Regions from separate parts of the Mus musculus genome. Here region 2 is linked to region 1. A link is a contact called in public HiCAR-type data. All regions are on one chromosome and are shown on one strand. Each heading gives the region's core, a stretch centred on a gene start, on an enhancer-like site or on the middle of the called end of the contact. The rest is flanking DNA. Distances are from core to core; before and after follow the strand shown. Region 1 overlaps Prkaa2 (protein kinase, AMP-activated, alpha 2 catalytic subunit). Region 2 overlaps Usp24 (ubiquitin specific peptidase 24).

Region 1 (3,263 bases), core at 13-2,512:
CAGACAACACTTTGAATAACAATATTTATTGAAACAAAAGACAGATTCGATATTTAAACATTTGAGGTTTTCAAGAAATTTTTAAGTGTCTTACAGTAAGAACACTATGATTTGTGAAACTGTGTCTTAAACATTCTCAGCACTATGCCCTTATTACATATGACATCTAAAAACAAGATACTCATCCTACCATTCTCAAAGGTGTCTAGTAAAAAAGGGAGGATTGACACTGAGGATGGGACTATAAACCCCTACTTAGGGGCTTTGAAACGGCTTCTCACACACATCTGTGAGGTAGGTTATCATCCACATTTTGTACAAGAGAAAACTACACAAGGTTACATAACTTGTGCTGCTATCGTAACACACAGGGAATTAGATCCAATTAAGAGTCAGTCCTTAGCTCTGAATTTCTTTCCTTTATAAACTTTCAAATATAAACACTGCTAATAATTGCATTCATTTTAAAAGCATAAGAAGGCAGCCAAATATTTTCCCAGGTGGCTTTAAAAAGTGAAATAAGTGAAAGAGAAAATGTATTCAGTGAAGAACGTCACTGGTGATGCTGTGAGGTTTGGTCAAGTAGAACTGAAAGGGCAGAAGCAAATCCTGTGACCGTCTGTGGGAGGGACAGGTAGGTCACAGAGAACCCGAGGAACAGGAGAGGGGGTGGGGTGGGGCAGACTTGGAACACGTTCACTTTGACTCTACAATTATTTGAGAAGGCACCAGGTACGCTTTCTTTCTTTGTGTAGACAGTGGGTCTATGTCTCTTTGATTCTGGGAAAATGTTCTCCATTTAGAAAACATGGGCTTCGAATGTGGTAACAAACCTTATTTACAAGTGACTTTTAGCTGTGAAAATGCACATTCAGACTAGCAGGAGAAAAATAACAATGCAACTCTTTCCTAGGAGGCTTCGGTTTCTCTTTGCAAATTTAAATAAACACAAAGTAGCAAACCTTGAATTAAAAAAAAAAATCTGTATAAACCTTGTTTTTTAAAAAGTCTGTCCAAAAAAAATTTTTTTCATTCTAGGACATTCTAAAAATCCTTAACTATTTTTTTTAAAACTGGAAAGAATATTATACCCTAGAATTTCCTTAATTGCACTTTAAATATATTTGAATTACCCACCCTGCTTGTTCAAATAATCATGAATTACCTCTATAAAACTTGAACTGCTTTTAGACATAAACTACAGTTACTAAAAGTCACATGCAGTCGCAACCGGCACTGCTATGCAAGGCTGGCAGTAAACATTAATGTTGGCTCACAAAATACAGGCCTGCAGTCTGATAACGTCTGGATTGGACCTGATTCTGAACAGGTTATGGCTGAAGAAGCTTAATCAAAACTCCATCCAGTCTAGAGTCTAGACTGGGGCCTGTTCCTCACGGTATTACTGTTCAGTAGCATCAACCGCATCATAAATATTCAAGGAAAGGCGCCGCTGATAAAGACGCCGCTGCTAACTTGTTTACATAATCCATATGTATATATACACATACATATATGCATGACTTAAAGCTCATTAACTTAAGTTACGTTTCCAAGTTTAAAAAGGCTTGGTGAACTTCTATCAGAGCCAATAGTGATTAGGTAGCTCAGAGAGACACACTGTATAAAAACAGTGTCATCTCATTTATGCACAAAATTAAAAATGGCCAAAATGAAATTTAGATAAGCCTAGTTCAGCTAGCAGTCACAAACTGTGATCATTTAGATCGGGCTGGGGCTAATTTTCCTCGACAAAGAGCGCCTGGACTTTCAGAATCATGTAGAGGGCCAGGGGATTGAGGTTGAAGTTAAGCCCTTGCTTCTTACACGGGAAGCCTGGGCTCAGTCACCAGTATAAAACTCCCTACACCCAAATCATATAAATACAATTTCAGAAAAAAAAATATGTCCTAGAGATTTTTCTGGATTTTAAGCACCCTCAATAACTTATAAATACTTATAATAAAATCAATATAATCATAAATATTTCACAAAATTACATCTAGTTAGTGCAATCAACTAGCTTTTATAATTAGACTAACTACATTCACTTATAACTACTATATGTCATTCCAGGACTTACAAACAACACACCAGTGTTTATTTTTATTACTTGACTCTCAGATGTTTCACAAACTCTTTCTGTTCAGCCCAGAAGATGATCAACTGCAGTGAGCCTGCTTACTGGACTGGGTACTGCGAGGGAGCACTAGCAGACCTGGAAATGCATGGGCCCCACCACTGCTACCTAGCAGTCATCTTCTAATGAATGCTAAATCCACACCATGTTTTCAGTTTTGCATTCCAGTAGTCCAAGTACTTTTGGTTAGTGTACCTTTGAAATGCCTCGGACTAAGGAAAAAACACTCATACTAGCAAACAAATACATAAAATGTGAACACTCACACTGACGCTCTGAAGTAGTAAACAAGGCATGACTTCAGAGCTCAGAGGGACGATAGCTCTGTGTCCATCCCTTTCATTTTAGGGTTTTAAATTGAGGCCAAGTCCTAGATCACACTTACTATCCAGAGTTTTCAACAGAGTTGCCAAGAACTACTAAGCCATAAGCCCTACTTAACAAGCCACAGAGAACTGAAGGACAAGTTGCCAGACTGAACCAAACACAAAGCAGACAAGTCTACGGGCAGTCTCACATTTAGGTATGAGACTTCACCCTGGGAGTGACCAGGCAGAGCTGTGGTATCTGTGTTAGGTATGTTCCAGGCTGTTAAGTCTTATGAACATCAGTGTGGGGCCCACATTAACTAAGCATGCTTGCATGTTAGCAGAGACTACAGATGAAGCAGTATAAAAATCTGATTCGGTTGTTTACGATTATTTTCCAAATTGTGTTTCATTTCATTTGTATTAAATTTGTGTTCCCTGAGTACAAACTAGCTAAGAAAAGAGTAGATTGAGAATTAAGTAAATATTCTTGAATACTTACTTGCATAAAGTAGAGAATTACTGTGCTACATATACCCAATTCCCTAACACAGAGGGTCTTAATGTTTCTGCTTAGCTTAGGCTCCTAGCTTCTCTCTGCAGATAACCAGATGTTGCAAGGGCCTTTTACAAGAGTTCTTGATCAAAACAGAACCCTAACTTGTGAATGGTTTGGTTTTCTCTCTCCCTGTAGATTTACTTTGAGATAGCTTCAATTTTGGTTTCCTAAATAAAAGGACTTAGAAAACGTTCAGTGGCCATTGAAAAATGAATAAAACTGGCTTGCTATCCATGAAGCCACAACAGAAAGCCAC
Region 2 (3,622 bases), core at 572-3,071, 1.3 Mb after region 1:
ATTTATTTTGTCTCAAGTTTGGAGACTATGGTCTGTCATGTATGGGAGGCATGGCAACAGGGATGGGGGGGGTACCGGGGAGAGGGACCCCACAGCTCTTTATCTGAACAAATCAGGAAGCAGAGAAAGGACAGAGTTGCTTTCCTCCTGGTTTTGTTTTCAGCGGCAGACCCCAGCCAGGGGTGTTGTTACCCATATCCAGGCCAGGTTCTCTTTTTAGTTTAGCCTCTAGCATCACAAACACAAAGCTAAGCTTCCCTTGTGCCCTAGACATTTCTTTTTTTTTTTTTTTTTTTTTAACACATTTATTTATTTATTTATTTATTTATTACATGTAAGTACACTGTAGCTGTCTTCAGACGCACCAGAAGAGGGCATCAGATCTCATTACGGGTGGTTGTGAGCCACCAGAAGAGGGCATCAGATCTCATTACGGGTGGTTGTGAGCCACCATGTGGTTGCTGGGATTTGAACTTCGGACCTTTGGAAGAGCAGTCGGGTGCTCTTACCCACTGAGCCATCTCACCAGCCCGACATTTCTTAATCCAATTAAGTTGACCATAGAATTAACCATCACACTTCTTTATTATAGCCTTGAGCCTAGTAGATTTTTTTATGTTCAAAATGTAATAAACTATATTTGATTTTTAGAAGCTGGAGACTTTAAGATTCTGAGTTAAGTATGAAGAAATATAGATTTATCAAAAGAATTTGGATAGTGCCTTAGAATTTTTTGTGATATAATTTATCTACAGTGGTATCCATTGCCAGGACTCAAAAAATTTTAAGGGAAAAATTTTTATTGCCATGTACAGAATTTTTATTTACTTATTTGTTGAATGTTTAATATCCATGGGTTGGTATTTTCTCAACTACTGTCTCTTAAGAATAGTGCCATTTATTTATTTTTTTCCTAAAAGCATAAATCTAAAAAAAAAAAAACAAAGCAGTTTATTTTTTACATACACAGGGCTTACTCTGTAGCCCTGACAGACCTGTATAGACCCTGGTGATTTTGAACTCAGAGATCTACCTGCACCTGTCTCCCAGAGCGCAGGGCCATGGCCTGTTTGGTTTTTGTTTGTTTGTTTGTTTGGTTGGTTGGTTTTGTTTTGTTCTGTTTTTCTTAAAGATGGGTTCTCATATTGTGGCCATCCACCTACCTACCTTCCCAGGTGCTGGACTAGAGGTGTAAGCCACCTGCATAGGAACTAATCTTCTATCTCAAAAGTCCTTGATAACACAGCAGAGTCCTTTAGATCTGGATGGGTGTTGGGGCTGTTTGGAAGTCTTGCTGGAGAGGCCTAGCAGCCCTGTGAAGGAAAGCCTTTGCAGAGGCCACTTACAGTTGGGCTCTGGCTTACTATTCCTATTTTGACTTTTGTGGTATGTTTTATGTTGAAATGCTAACCAAAGTAATAAATTGACAGTGTTATTTTCATTTGTGTGATTTACTTCTCACGGTTCATGCCTCATTTTGAAATGTTCTGTTGAATTATAGTAGCAACAGATCATCGCTGCTTCAGTCTTACACACAGGAACAACTGTTGTTTGTTTTTGACAGAATGTGATGTATTGGGTGAGTAGCTAGCACTCAATTCCTACTGAAATGATGCTGGCCAAGTATATTCCTTTGTACCATCAATCAATAGTTTACAATGTGTGTGCGCAGAGAGGCCCACACGCATCGGTAGTGGATGGCAAGCAAGTCCTCTTTGCTTCTCATCACTCTGAGCTTTATTTGGTTAACATCTAGAACAGGTCTGTAGTAAAGGAATTCCAAGCATTCACTAAGGGTTGAAGGTCAGAAATGATGCAACCTTGCTTCTCCTTCCCCCAGTGCATAGTGACAACAATCTGGAGAGAAGTATCAAGGCTACATAGCCAGATATCCTTACAAAGCAGAAACCGTCTCCACAGCCGACTGGTTTCTGCTGTTCTTTTCCTTGTTCCAGCAAATAAAGTTTCATGTTATAACTTTAGGGATTAAAATAGAAGATTTGTCTCAGGGTTGGAAGGGACCATATAGATCTTGGTATGTCAAATCTTGTCACTTAGAGGATAGTGACTTTTGGCTCATTATCAAAATCAAAAAAAAATTGTCCTCTTGCATTTTTGGGTGGACAATGTTTACTGTTTTTTGTTTGTTTGTTTGTTTGGTTGGTTTGTTTTGTTTTTGTTTTTTTGGTTTTTCGAGGCAGGGTTTCTCTGTATAGTCCTGGCTGTCCTGGAACTCACTTTGTAGACCAGGCTGGCCTCGAACTCAGAAATCCACCTGCCTCTGCCTCCCAAATGTTGGGATTAAAGGCGTGTGCCACCACCGCCCAGCATGTCTACTTTTAAAAATGTTCATTCTCTCTCTTTCTCTCAGGCAGGGCCTTGCTCTGTGGCTCAGGCTGGCCTCAGGTGTACAATAATCTTCCTGCCCAAGCCTCCCAAGTACTGGGATTAAAGCCTGCACCATTACACTCAACTTTATTTGAGAGACGGTTTCTGTAGGCCAGGCTGGCCTTCAGTTTGCAGCAATCCTCCTGCTGTAGCCTCTTGAGAACTACAGCCGACTGCACAGCCATGTATTTCTTTGTAACATGAGGAAGTATTTGACTGTAGGCCATCTTAAATATACCCTTCCTCACAAAGTTTCTGTCTTTAGTCAACATGATTCCCTTTGTTAAATATTGTTTGGGTTAGAAGGTCAAAGTTACTATGGAGCTACCTCCTTCCTTTGCTTTCTTCTTTCTGTCTGTAATTCCTTGTAAGTTAGTGAAGGCTGCTGGGCTTCAGGAGGAGAAGGATGCCAAGCAGTTGCTGTCACTTCCCCAGGTGCTGTGTCAGCCTATCACGTTAGCACTCCTGAGCCCTGCCTGAGTGTATGCAGTCAGTATGGGTACTGAGTACTTGGAAATAAGCTGTACAATCCTGGGCCAGTTGGTAGCCTGGTTTACAAACTGTTTCAGATTTGTTTCCTTCATTTTTTTGGGGAGTGGGGGGATGGATTTCTGGATTTTTGGATTTTCGAAATAGGGTTTCTCTGTATAGCCTAGGTTGTCCTGGAACTCATTTTTAGACCAGGCTGGCCTCAAACGCAGAAATCCACCTGTCTCTGCCTCCTGAGTGCTGGGATTAAAGGCATGCACCACCATGCCTGGCGTTTCCTTCACTTTTTTTTTTTTTAAAAGATTGATTTATTATTATATCTAAGTACACTGTAGTTGTCTTCAGACACACCAGAAGAGGGCATCAGATCTCATTACAGATGGTTGTGAGCCACCATGTGGTTGCTGGGATTTGAACTCAGGACCTTCGGAAGAGCAGTCGGTACTCTTAACCACTGAGCCATCTCTCCAGCCCTTCCTTCACTTTTAAACTGTCCTTTTGTTGTCTATATATTAAACAGCGTATCAAAAATACCATCTGGGAGATTGTGTACATTTGTAGATTTAAAATTAAGCATTTAAAAAAAAAGAAATTAAGCATTTTGAAAGATAACTTGGAACACTATTAGCATGTTTAAAACATTTGACCTAGATTCTGTATGTTAATAATTGCAGAAATAAACCTGCAAATTAGTGAACTCTTAGAGGATACTTTAGAAAGTCAGCTTTAAAACATGACACGGCAT

The links. HiCAR-type assays count read pairs that join an accessible place to other places.
Region 2: a HiCAR-type map of kidney shows a contact between it and region 1, with 7 times the contacts expected there. The contact joins two enhancer-like sites. A contact is called at or near these places in 1 of 39 promoter capture datasets (hippocampal neurons), 1 of 484 Hi-C or Micro-C datasets (cortical neurons), 1 of 115 datasets of contacts at active chromatin or transcription factors (kidney) and 1 of 9 other capture datasets (embryonic stem cells).

The regions. Positions count from the first base shown.
Region 1 is chr4:105,029,864-105,033,126 of GRCm38.p6, forward strand. Prkaa2 (protein kinase, AMP-activated, alpha 2 catalytic subunit) reads right to left here. Exons shown (of 9, transcript NM_178143.2): 9 at 1-3,263. Among named protein-coding and RNA genes, the nearest start is that of Gm52670, 12 kb to the left of the region's middle. Within about 2 kb of position 1,263, at least 7 of the 459 cell types and tissues checked have an H3K27ac peak or open chromatin away from gene starts, as enhancers often do. A contact at or near this core is called in kidney, where this site is marked.
Region 2 is chr4:106,328,945-106,332,566 of GRCm38.p6, forward strand. All of the region lies in intron 1 of Usp24 (ubiquitin specific peptidase 24), which reads left to right. Among named protein-coding and RNA genes, the nearest start is that of Gm40218, 6.3 kb to the left of the region's middle. Within about 2 kb of position 1,822, at least 45 of the 459 cell types and tissues checked have an H3K27ac peak or open chromatin away from gene starts, as enhancers often do. A contact at or near this core is called in kidney, where this site is marked.